2 separate regions of the Sus scrofa genome follow, and region 1 is linked to region 2. Evidence: chromatin contacts called from public promoter capture Hi-C data. All regions are on one chromosome and are shown on one strand. The core of a region is the stretch at or near the end of the contact, and the rest is flanking DNA. Distances in the headings are between cores, read along the strand shown. Region 1 holds the start of RHBDF1 (inactive rhomboid protein 1). Region 2 holds the start of NPRL3 (nitrogen permease regulator 3-like protein).

Region 1 (5,629 bases), core at 196-2,695, 70 kb before region 2:
CCTGCCCTCTGAGTCTCTTTCCTCATTTCCAGTTGGGGACAAGACTCCCCATCAGGAATGTGTGGACTCCCTGAAATTTCTGCAAGGAGCGTGCACCCATCGTGAAATCAAAATGCAAGTGAATGCAAAACAGCATCCCCCCCACCCCGCCCTGGCCGGGCCGGCCCGGCCCGGCCCCCACCAGGGGGACTAGGCCAGATTAGCCTCAGTTTCCCTCCGGGGGGCAGGCAGGAGAGGGGGAACGGGGGGAGTGAGCACAGGAAGGCAGGAAAGGGGACTCATTGTTTGGGCAGAATGGCTGCAGGGGGTAAGGAGGAAAGAAAGGGGTGGGAATGACATCCAGGCTGCCTCCCAAGGGGTATTTATGACACAGTGCCCTCCCCCGGAAGGAAGCGGCACAAAGTGCCACAAACAGCTGGGTGGCTTCCAGCAGGCGGCTGAAAGGCTGCTGCCCCTCCCGCCACAGGAAGTCCTGGTTGGGGCCCTGGGGGAAGGGGGAGTACAGCTGGGCCTGGGCCTGGGCTGGAGTGGGTCCCAGGGCCGGTCAGAGGAAGAAGAGGACGAGGGGGAGGGGAGGAGCTCTGGGGATCAGGGTTTTCCCAGCTGGATGTGCCCCAAGACGGTGCCCCAAGACCGGGGGCCACCCTCACGTGCGGGCCTCAGTCTGGTGGGGTCACAGTCACGTGGCCCATCCAGCATCTCACCTGACACCATCTTTACCCAGCAGCTCCTTATGGCCCCCAGGGGTCCCCCTCAAAGGGCCAAGGTGACACAAGTCAAAGACAGCATGGGGACATGCTCCTTAAGGGTTTTCCACTCAGGAGAGGGGTGTTCCCTGTACTGCCCCAGAGGACAGTGGCATACCTCATACTGTCTCCTGCCACTGCCCTGCAAGAGGGGTGCTCACGGGTCCCCACAGTCCTGGTGCTGGCCTCAGCCTCTTCCGGAGGCTGGCTTCACTCCAGCAGGATGCTGACTCCTCTCAGCATCCTTCGTAGGGGAGTGGTGGGGGCCCCACGGCAGAGACAGGCGTCCTGGAATCAACCAGTAAGTGATGACCAGGCCGGGGCGGAGGGGCATGCTTCCAGATGTCCACTTCCTGGACAAAGTCTCTCTAGTCCACTCCAACGTGTCCTCGCCACCCAAATGCCCCCCAGGCGCGCAGCGGTCCAGGAAGGCTGGTCCAAGGGCCAGGGCCGGGGTGCCACTTCCCCACGTGCACTCCACGCGCGCGTCTCCGAACAGTCGGGGCCGCCCCAAACCATTACCCCTCCAGCGGGGGCCCTCTAGGGCCCAATTACGGTTCACGACGGACCGGGGCTCTCAGTCTGAGGGCCAGCTGGCGCTGGAGAGCGGTCTGCGGCTGGGGGCGTCGGGGGAGCAAGTGGGGCGGGGCCGCGTCACTGGCGGGGCGCGGGGCGCGGGGCGGGGGGCTCGCCTCGACCCCAGCTGCCGGCTCCCCTCCGCACCCCGCCCCGCAAGGGCCCGCCCCCCCCGGCGGGAGGCGGGGCGCCGGGAGCCCGCTCGGCCCCGCCCCGGATCCCGCCCCTCCGCGCAGGCGCCGGCTCCACCCCCCGGCTGCCCGGCGCTTCCGGGTCCGCTCCAGGGTGGGCTGCGCGCCGAGAGCCGCGATGGGGCCTCCGGGTTCCCGCGCGCCGCTGGGCCAGGTGAGTGCGCGCCCAGGGAACGCGCTCCTCCCTCGGCGCCCGGCCAAGGGCCAGGGTTCGGGCGCGACTGTCCCCCGGGGTCGCACCCCCACGCGCTGTGAGCCCCGGGCCGGCGAGGGACCAGTAACGTGCGCGCCGGCCGCCCCTCGGGGTTTGCAGTTCCCAGACGGGCGCCTGCCGGCGGGGGTCGCGCCGGCTCCGCTGTTCTGTTGGCCAGAAGCAAAGTCGAGGCCAGGCGCCAGGTCGCCCCTGCGATTTGGGAGGAGAGCCTGGCACCGGTTTCCTGGTGTAATTGCCGGACACTCGGAGGCTCAGGTGCTTCAGCCCGCCCGCCACGGAAATGACGCGGCACTGACCCGAGGAGCCACTTCGCCACTCCTCACTTCACTGCCCTTCTCGGGCGGATGCATGCTGTCCGCTTCTACGAACCCCCACTTGCTCAGGTTTGATGGAGTCCTGGCGGGTCCCTCTGACGCCCCCACCTAGACGGCTGTTTGCTGCCCTTCACTGGCTGGGCCCAGCCGGGCAGGAGACCTTTGACCCCAGGTTCTGCCCAGAGGCATCCCGGGTGGGAAGGTGAGTCTTGGTACCATTCAGTGAGTGCTGGCTGTACCCGGCCAGGCGCTTACCTGGCTTCTCCTTCTCAGAACCATCTTGTGCAGCAGGACGTTGGTTCTCCTGCAGGTGAAACACATGCACAGAGACCTTAGGTCCCTTTCTGGGGCAGCTATTGCTCTTGGCGCAATGGCAGGGTCACCCCACTGCTTGCTCTGAGGCAGGTTCAAATCCTCGGTGTGCAGTGGGGCGCAGAGGCCTCTCTGAACCTCAGACCCTGGGCAGCGCTGTGAGTCCCCCACCGCCCAGGGTGGGTCATGGCAGAGATCCAGAGCAAGCCCAGTGCCTCGACACAGGCTGGGGCCAAACCTGGGGTAGGAACAGGGGCCACAACGTCCCGGAGTCTGAGCCCATGGTGGGTGTTGGCAGATGGGCTGGGCAGCAAACATGGTCACGGCATTCTCCGTTCTCAGCAGCCTGGCGGGCTCTGGGCAACAAAGGCTCTCAGTACTTATATTAAAAATAATCAGGGTGTTCCTGTCGTGGCTCAGCAGTTAACGAACCCGACTAGTATCCATGAGGAAGCAAGTTTGATCCCCGGCCCCCCTCATCGGGTTAACGATCCGGCATTGCTGTGAGCTGTGATGTAGGTCGGCAGCTTCAGCTCCAATTTGACCCCTCTCCTGGGAACCTCCATGCACTGCAGGTGCGGCCATAAAAAGACAAAATGCTACTCCTACTACTAAGAATGGGTCTGAAGTTCCCACTGTGGTGCAGTGGGTTAATGATCCAGCTTGTCCCCGTGGCAGCGCCAGTTCGATCCCAGCCTGGTGTAGTGGGTTAAAGGATCCGGCGTTGTGTTGCATTGCAGCAACTTCAGCTCAGATGCCCTCCCTGGCCCGGAAACTTCCACATGCTGTGGGTGTGGCCACAAAACCTAAAGGACAGTCAGCTGCTAGGGATGCGCTGGATTCAGCCCCCGGGGAGGGTGTTTGCAGGCCCCAGTGCTCACCTGCTCTTGTCATCCGAGAGCAGCTGGTCCCAGCGTGGCTGGGGTGTGTGGTCAGGTTCCCGGGCCCTTTGGCAGCAGGTGGGAAGCAGATGGGGTGCTGGTGTCTGCAGACCTCGGCGTTCCTCGGACCTCACTGTCCTTAGACTGACATCTGGGTCATGAGGCAGAGGACAGTTGGGGCGTCATTGGGGGTCGTGCCCTGGGCACGTGGGCTGGGGTCAAGTAGACAGTCTGCCTGGTGCTCACGTGCATGTCAGTCCTGGGCCGTTCTAGGAGGGTCTGGCACAGTGGGAGCCCTGCTAACACGGGGGAGGGGTGTGGATGACTCAAGACCCACAGCCTGTTCCTGAACCCAGCCCCACCGAGGTCACGGCTGTTTGACGAGTCCTGGCCGGTGTCAGGTGCAAAGGGCAGGGTTCCGAAGTTCCCATAGGGAACACATGTGGGTGGCGATCGGAGGGTACCAACCCTCCCGTCCCAGGCTTGGTGCCACTGTCTCCTCCTCAGTCCCTGCAGCTGTTTGCAAACTGGGCCGTGTCACTCCTGCTTGTGGGTGACACATGGAGAAGAGGGGCCACCTTGTCACTGCCACCACCAGCCTGCCTTCACATGCAGTCATTTCCCAAGTGCCCCTGGGTCCCAGCAAGGGCCGCGAAGGTCGGGGAGGGCCCCTTCCCAGCTGAGGGGGCAGCCAGGCACTTGCGTCCTTGAGCTCCGGAGGTCATTGTTTGTCCTTCCCCACGACAGCTTTCCCGAAGGATGGGGCAGAAAAAGCAGCGACTGTTGACGGCAAAGCGGCATCAGGCCCCACCCGATGGGGCCCAAATATCTTCCTCCAAGGAGCCCCGAATGGCGCCGCCCATGACCCCAGGCCCCCAGCGCAGCATCTATTTCTCAAGCCTAAAGGGCCACCCTGCTCGCCTGGGATCCGAGTTTTTTGACCAGCCCGCAGTCCCCCTGGCCCGGGCATTTCTGGGACAGGTAACGTAAATGTAGCAGTGTGCCTTCTGCCGAAGCGGTCATCACCGGGTGGCGTCTATAGGCCCCAGCCCTGGCACTGCTGGGCTCACGTCCCTGAGCAGGACCCACCTGTCCTTGTGCAGTCGGCCACTCTGGCCGCACTTGTCCCTGCAGAGCCTCAGCTCAGTCACCTGGGGAGGGCCTGGGTCCAGGACCCACTGGGAAGAATGCTCATTGCTAGAGGTGCCTGCCTGCTCTGTTCCACCTGGCACGGGAGCTTGGCCCTGGCCCGCCTGGGGTGGCCCGCAGGGCAGGCGTCTCATGGGGACCACAGTCTGACTGTGAGGGGCTGCTTTTGCCCGCCTTGTGCCCTGACACAGGGCCCCTACTGGAGCTGCCCAGCATCAGGACGGTCGAGACCGCCTCCTCCCCACAGCAGCTGGCAGTGCCAGGGCTAGCTCCCCAGCATGGAGCAGGGAGCAGGATTGCCTGGGGCCTGTGGGGGTGGAGCCTGTCACCACGCAATGTGTACCGTGAAGGTGCCCTAGCAGCAGCACTGTGGCCACATCCCTCGGAGCACCATCTGGCTAGCCCTGGCTTCCTGGTCTCCTGGAGGTTCCAAGGCACCCCTCTTCTGTTCTTTTTTTTCTCTCTTTTGTTGTCTTTTGAGGGCTGTACCCGCAGCATAGGGAGGTTCCTAGGCGAGGGGTCAAACCGGAGCTGCAGCCACTGGCCTACACCACAGCCACTGCAACACCAGATCTGAGCCGCCTGTGACTTAGGCCACAGCTCACGGCAACGCTGGATCCTTAACCCACTGAGCGAGGCCAGGGATCAAACCTGCATCCTCACGCATGCATACTAGTCAGATTCATTTCTGCTGTGCCACCACGGGAGCTCCTCCTCTGTGACCTTTAGGTCCAAAGGACCAAGGAGAGTCGGTTTCTGTGGCTAATGGGAGATTGGTGCCAGGAACAGATCCTAAGGTGTGACGTAGTCAAGAAGGGACCGGAGTGTGTTCCCAGAAGGATGCTCTCAGCTGCAAGCCCGGGAGGTCCTTCTCCAGCGCCTTAAGGAGGGTTCAGGGACTCACCTGAAACGGCTCGTGGCGGGTTAGAAACAGCGAGGGTAGGAGGAGGTAGAGACGGGAGCAGTGAGATCCCAGGCAGGGTTATCGGCCAGCAGAGTGGCGGGGAGCACTGGGCAGTGAACCCAGGCTTCCCGCAGCTTCGGGAGCAGCTTGTTAAAGGAAAAGGGGTGGTTTCTCTTTTTAGCACGTTCTGCTTTTAGCACAGGGCGGTTCACGATGGAGTAAGAAACAGGGCAGATACAAGCGACGGTGTTACAGTTTAGCTGTTCCTCCAGCCTTTCTTGTCTTGCCGCTTTTTCATTTTGTACAGTTAGCACCTAAGGTGGTAGGCGGGGACTGCAACAG
Region 2 (6,427 bases), core at 1,558-4,057:
GAGCCGAGCTGGAAGCAGGGGTTACAGGTAACTGCTCGGGGGTTCAGAGTTTCCATTTGGATGATGAAAACGTTCTGGAACTAGCTAGCACTAATGGCTGCCTGACACCCGTGAACGAGATTAGAGATGCTGAGTTGTGCACCTGAAAATGGCGAAGGGTAAATTTGATGCTGTATGAATTTCAACACAGTTTTTAAAAGAAAGGGGTATAGTGATTCCTGGCACAGAATGGGTGCTGTGGCATTCCCGCTGTGGCTCAACAGGATCCTCAGCATCTTGGGAGGGCTGGGGCACAGGTTCGATTCCTGGCTCGGCACAGTGGGTTTAGTAAGGATCTGACGTTGAGGCAATTACAGCTTAGGTTCCAACTGCTCGGATCTGATCCCTGGCCCAGGAACTCCATATGCCATGGGGCTGCCAAAAAAAGGAAAATAAACGATAAAAGTAGTTAAAAAAAAAAAAAGAAAAGAAAAGGAGTTCCCATCTTAGCGCATCAGAAATGAATCTGACAAGGAACCATGAGGTTGCGGGTTCAATCCCTGGCCTCGCTCAGTGAATTAAGGATCCGGTGTTGCTGCGGCTGTGGTGTAGGCCAGCAGCTATAGCTCCGATGAGACCCCTAGCCTGGGAACCTCCATATGCTGCGGGAGCAGCCCTAAAAAGAAAAAAAGACAAAAACAAAAACAAAAAAACAACAGTGCTGCATCGGTATTAGCTATTATTTGGGGACAGACTCCAGGCACTCAATAAATGCTCATTGTCCGGAAAGGGGCTTCTTCTATGAATCCCGCACAGCCTTGGGAAGAAGAAATTGCTGCCTTCACCACACCCAGTGAATGAGAAAACAGACTCAGAAAGGGGTCACAGCAGACGGGCAGGGGAGGCAGACGTTCAAAGACAAAACCCGTGCTAGAACTCAGAGCTGCCAATGAACAATGATGCGTACTAAACATTAGCTTCCATACAGGAAACACTTCAAAGATCGGGGCCTCGGGGAAGGAAGGCCTCAGGTCCCAGCGGACACCCGACGGCGCGCTCCCGAGCCCCTCCGAGTCGAGCCGAGCCCGATTCTGCGAAGCCCCGCGCGACGCCCCCCGGAGGCCGCGGAGACCGCCCGCCGATTGGCGCAGGCGCAGCTGCGGCTCCACCGGCGGGCCGAGCGCGCGTCGCGCGGGCTCCACCATGGTGCTGGCGGCGGCCGACCGGGCTGCGGTGCGCGCCCTGTGGAAGAAGCTGGATGGCAACGTCGGCGTCTACACGACCGAGGCCCTGGAGAGGTGCGCACGGCCCCCGCCTCCCGGCACAGCTGCCTTCGGCCCCCGGCCCCAGGCTGCGCCTCACCCGCCGCTGCCTCCGCAGGACCTTCGCGGCCTTCCCTTCCACCAAAATCTACTTCCTCCACCTGGACTTGAACCCCGGCTCCGCCCAGGTCAAGGCGCACGGCCGGAAGGTGGCCGACGCGCTGACTGTCGCCGTGGACCGCCTGGACGACCTGCCCCGCGCCCTGTCGGCTCTGCGGGAGCTGCACACGCAGCGACTGCGCGTGGACCCCGTCAACTTCAAGGTGAGCGCGCGGCCGGGCCCGAGGCCGGTCGGGGGGTGGGCGGAAGGGCCGCCGTCGGGTAAGGGGCGCCGCACCCGCGCGGGAACGCCTCCCTCTCCGCAGCTGCTGGGCCACTGCCTGCTGGTGACCCTCGCCCGGCACTACCCCGGAGACTTCAGCCCCGGCCTGCAGGCCTCGCTGGACAAGTTTCTGAGCCACGTGACCTCAGCGCTGGCCCCCCACTGTCGCTAAATCGGGGCGGGGGGGCGTGCGGGGGCTCCAGGGTTGGAGTAAAGTCTGTGGTCAAAGCCTCAGGTGTGCGCATGTTCTCTCCACCCCCCGTTGTCAGCTCCCGGCGCGGACGCCCCCACCCCCGGCCCGCTCACACCCCTCGCCGCCGCCCAGTTCCCCGCGGTAAACCCCGACTCACCGGGCCCCTCGCCAGGGCCACGCGGAGGCGCAGACCCGGGGCTCCGGTCGCTCGGGAAGGGGTGGCGGGTAGGGGTCAAGGGCTTGCCCGCGGCTGGACCTCTCGCGGGCGCGGCGTGCACGCCTCAGGTCCACCCAGACCCGAGCGCGGGTCCAGCTCACAGGCTGGGCGAGAAGCGGGGACCAGCGCCCCCGCCGGCGAGGACCGGAACTGCCCAGGGCGGCAACACGCACGACCCCACACAGCGCCTCTGGACCCTGCACCCGCCACGTCAACACTGCTGCGGACTTGGGGAAAGGCCGCTCTGCCAGATTGGATCTGCTGAAAGGAGGCGGCTCCTGCTCCAGCACAAAGCCATGCGGCCCACAAGGTGGATGAGGGAGTCAGCCCAGAGCCCCTCCCGCCCACGTGCCACATTCTTCTCAGGAGTCAGACCTCAGAGCTCCTCAAAAAAAATCAATCATGGCCATCGCAGAAACCTCTGAAAACGATTCCACTCGCTGCACCTGCCTGTGTATCTAGCGAGTCTGGCCCAGCCTCTTCCTCCCTGCCCAACAGTGGGGAAACAGATGCAGGGCGTGGGGGTGCCCTCAGGGGGCGCAGGTGCAACAGCTGACCCCCACCACCCCTGGGGGTATGTCCCAAGACCCCGGTGGATGCCCCAGAAAGCACCAAACCCCCAATATAGTTTTTTGCTATACATACACACCTATGGTAAATTTAATGTATAAATTAGGATGGCAAGAGAAGAACAGCAATAACTAATGATAAAACAGAACCACCAGGAGTTCCCGTCGTGGCACAGCAGAAAACGAATCTGACTAGGAACCACGAGGTTGCGGGTTCGATCCCTGGCCTCACTCAGTGGGTTAAGGATCTGACATTGCCAGGCGCTGTGGTGTAGGTCGCAGACGCCATTCAGATCTGATGTGGCTGTGGCTGTGGTGGAGGCCAGCAGCTACAGCTTCAATTCCACCCCTAGCCTGGGAACCTCCATATGCCGCGGGTGCAGCCCTAGAAAAGAAAAAATAATAATAATAAAAATAAATAAATAAAAGGGCTAGTGTAAAGTGAAGTGACCAAAGGTGACTCTTCCCCATAAACCTGGAGCCCTAAAAAGGTACCCCCTGGACAATTCTCTCCTTTCCTCAGACACAGGGACGCAGAAAACAAAAAACCCAAAAAGCAAAAACAAACAAAAATTTTGGCCACACCCACAGCATGTGGAAGTTCCTGGGCTGGGGATCGAACCCGAGCCACTACAGTGAAAAAGCCAGATCCTTAAATCCCTGTGCCCCAAGGGAACTTCCCCCCAAAATCTTAATGTTCAGCAGAAAAGGGAAGGTAATTCCCTGATAAATTGAAATCACATGTGACATGTGTGGCTTTGTAATCCTGTCACCAGAGGGGTCCTCCTGACAAAACCTCCCAGGCTGCAGACCGTGTGTGAAAATGACCCTGGACTCCCTCACAGACCCCAGGGACCTTCAAGAAGCAAAGAAACCCTCCCTAGAAAGAGGTCTGTCATTACAAACTACACACTCACCAGGCACACAGGGCAACAAGGCACCGTGAACGGAAGCCAGCAGAGGGACCCGCAAAGTGTTAGGCACTCAAGACCTCAGACTGAATTACAAGTTGGCTTGTTTAAAAAAAAGACAGGAGTTCCCATCGTGGCCCAGCAGTAATGAATCAACTAGGAACCATGAGGTTGTGGGTTCAATCCCTGGCCTCGCTCAGTGGGTTAAGGATCCAGCATCGCCATAAGCTGTGGTGTAGGTCGCAGACGCAACTTGGATCCCATAGTGCTGAGGCTGTTGTGTAGGCCAGTAGCTGTAGCTCTGATTGGCCCCCTAGCATGGGAACCTCTGTATGCACAGGTGTGGCCCTAAAATGCAAAAAAATAAAAAAAATAAAGACAAGGGGTTTCCTGGTGGCTCAGTGGGTTAAGGATCAGCACTGTCACTGCTGTTGGTGTAGGTTCCATCCCTGGACTGAGGAACTTCTGTTTGCTGCGGTGCCTGCAAAAAATAAAAATAAAAAAATAAAAACAATTCAAAGACATGATTTGGAATATCTGCAGGCAGCCATAAAATATAAAAAGTCACACAGCACATGTAAAAAAGAACTTTTAGAAATGAAATTATAATTGTCAAAAATAAAATTGCAGGGAGTTCCCGTTATGGCTCAGAGGGTTACAAAACCGACTAAAATCCATGAGGATGCAGGTTCAATCCCTGGCTCGGTGGGTTAATAACAGATCCAGCTGTGGTGTAGGCCACTCAGATCCTTCGTGGCCATGGCTGTGGCTGGCAGCTGCAGCTCCAATTAGACCCCTAGCCTAGAGCTTCCATATACTGCAGGTGCAGCCCTAAAAAGCAAATAAATAAGTAAAAATTAAGGAAACAAAATGGCAATGGACAAGTTTAACAGATAAAACACAGTCATACAGAGAGTTAGTGAAGTTAGCAGAGCTGTATTTCAGGCAGATGGAAGGTGATCCTAATGAGAAGTCTGAGAAGTAAGAAGGAATAAATTACAAACACACTGATTGAATATACAGTGGCAGTGCCTACAGAGTTAAGAAAACAAACAGAAAACCTTATACAGACAAAACACCAGCCAGTAATAACTACGTCAAAGGGGGCTCTGGGAGTTCCCTTGTGGCACAGTGGGTTAAGGATCACTGCAGTGGCTCGGGTTAGATCCCTAGCCCAGGGGCTTTCACGTGCAGCAGGCATGGCCAAATAAAAGCAGGGGTGGGGGGGACCTCGTTGCACTCAGTAGCTCTGCAGTGCGTCTCACCTGTCAGGCAAACGGTTTTCAATGACTTTGGACTTGGCTTCCTATTGCTGGTCTAAATAAAAACTTACTGACTGAAGACAACACAAGTTTATCCCGTTAACAGTTCTCGAGGGCAGAAGTCCCAAATCAGTTTCCAGAGGCCACAAATCAAGGTGTGAGCAGGACCCTGCTCCCTCAGAGGCGCTGGGGAAACTCCTGCTCACTCTGCAGCCTCTACGACTGCATCACTTGGCTTGGGCCCTTCCCCCAGCTGTGACGGTCACAGCTCCTCTGCCTCTTACTCATAAGGATCCTCGTGATTGCACGAGGCACATCTGGATAATCGAGACTCATCACCCCCCTCTCCGCATCTTCCCGAATCGCACCTTCAACATTCTGGTGCCGCACAATGGGACGTCCACCAGCTCCAGGGATCAGGAGCTCTTTATCTATGGGGCCACATTCAACCAAGCACCACACACTGAGCACGTGTGTGGGAGGTTCCGGGGGAGAAACAGAAAGAAGGAGAGGAACCGAGTGTATGAGGAGTTCCCACTGTGGCGCCGTGGAAACGAATCCGACTAGCAACCACGAGGTTGCGGGTTCGATTCCGACCTTGCTCAGTGCGTTAAGGATCCTGTGTTGCTGTGGCTGTGGTGGAGGCTGGCAGCTGCAGCTCCAATTTGACCCCTAGACTGGGACCCTCCATGTGTCTCCATGGGGCCCTACAAAGAAAAAAAGAAAGTGTCCCGAACAGTGGTGGGGACACTGTGAAGCAGTTCCTCTGCCTGGCAGTTCCTCTGCCTGGTGTTCTCCCTGTGGGCCCCTGCCTGGGAGCCCGACGTGGCCTTTTATCTTCAGTCTGGGCACCCACACAACACCGCCAACCACTTCAACGTTACACTCACAATGCTGTGCAACCATCACCTGTCTAGTTCCAGAACCTGCTCAGCCTCCAGAGGAGGGCCCGTCACCCTCCCTGCCTCCTCCCCCGGCCCCTGGAAACCACTGACCCTCCCGCCTGTCCATGTGGACCTGTGGCCCCGGGGATTTCATGCAACTATAACCCTGACCCCGAGCGTGTGCTCAGTTCGGCTTGTTACTCGTTACTCGAGACTCACGCTGTCCTCCTGAGGCTGGAAACAGCTGCAGGGACAGACAACCCGGCCTGTCTGCCCCTTGTCTGTTGTGGGGACCTGGGTCACCCCCACCTTCTGGCTACTGGGACCACCGGAACCTACACAAGCCTGAGTCCCTGCTCCCGCGCTCCCGGGTGTGCCTCTGGGAGTGGGTCCTGTGCCCACAGGCTAAGCTGGGGAGAAACCGCCAGGCGCCTTTCCCCTGCAGCTGCTCGGAGTCCTCCGGGCCCTCACCAGCACTTAGCGTCTCAACGGCTCTCTCCCCTTCCTCGCTCCCCTCGTGTCTCTTAAAATTAGGCCCATGCTGCTTGCTGCTGCCTTGCTTTTAACCCAGAATCCAGGACGAGAACAGGATGTCACTCCCCAAACCAATGACGGGATCCTGCTAGGAGAGCCCCTCCCTCACCGGCTCTGCCGGGGCCACCTTGTGGGCCCCTTGGCGAGGCTGCAAAGCCACCCAGGCTGGGCGAGTTGGGGAGGACCCTCCGGGGACAGCCTCGGAGGAGGCGCACCTGAGACGCCAACGCTCAG

The links. Promoter capture Hi-C pulls out the DNA fragments that hold promoters and counts their contacts.
Region 1: a promoter capture Hi-C map of liver shows a contact between it and region 2, with 3 times the contacts expected there. The contact joins the promoter of RHBDF1 here to the promoter of NPRL3 in region 2. A contact is called at or near these places in 1 of 5 promoter capture datasets (liver), 19 of 47 Hi-C or Micro-C datasets (alveolar macrophages, blood, embryonic fibroblasts and 10 more) and 1 of 2 datasets of contacts at active chromatin or transcription factors (skeletal muscle).

Annotation. Positions count from the first base shown.
Region 1 is chr3:41,544,256-41,549,884 of Sscrofa11.1, reverse strand. It overlaps RHBDF1 (inactive rhomboid protein 1), which reads right to left and starts at 1,445. Exons shown (of 17, transcript XM_021086953.1): 1 at 865-1,445. MPG (DNA-3-methyladenine glycosylase) reads left to right here and starts at 1,546. Exons shown (of 5, transcript XM_013987736.2): 1 at 1,546-1,667; 2 at 3,982-4,215. The coding sequence starts at 1,632.
Region 2 is chr3:41,474,845-41,481,271 of Sscrofa11.1, reverse strand. It overlaps NPRL3 (nitrogen permease regulator 3-like protein), which reads right to left and starts at 2,807. Exons shown (of 13, transcript XM_021086960.1): 1 at 1,974-2,807. HBQ1 (hemoglobin subunit theta-1) reads left to right here and starts at 1,120. Exons shown (of 3, transcript XM_003481093.4): 1 at 1,120-1,277; 2 at 1,360-1,564; 3 at 1,667-2,990. The coding sequence starts at 1,183. The coding sequence ends at 1,795.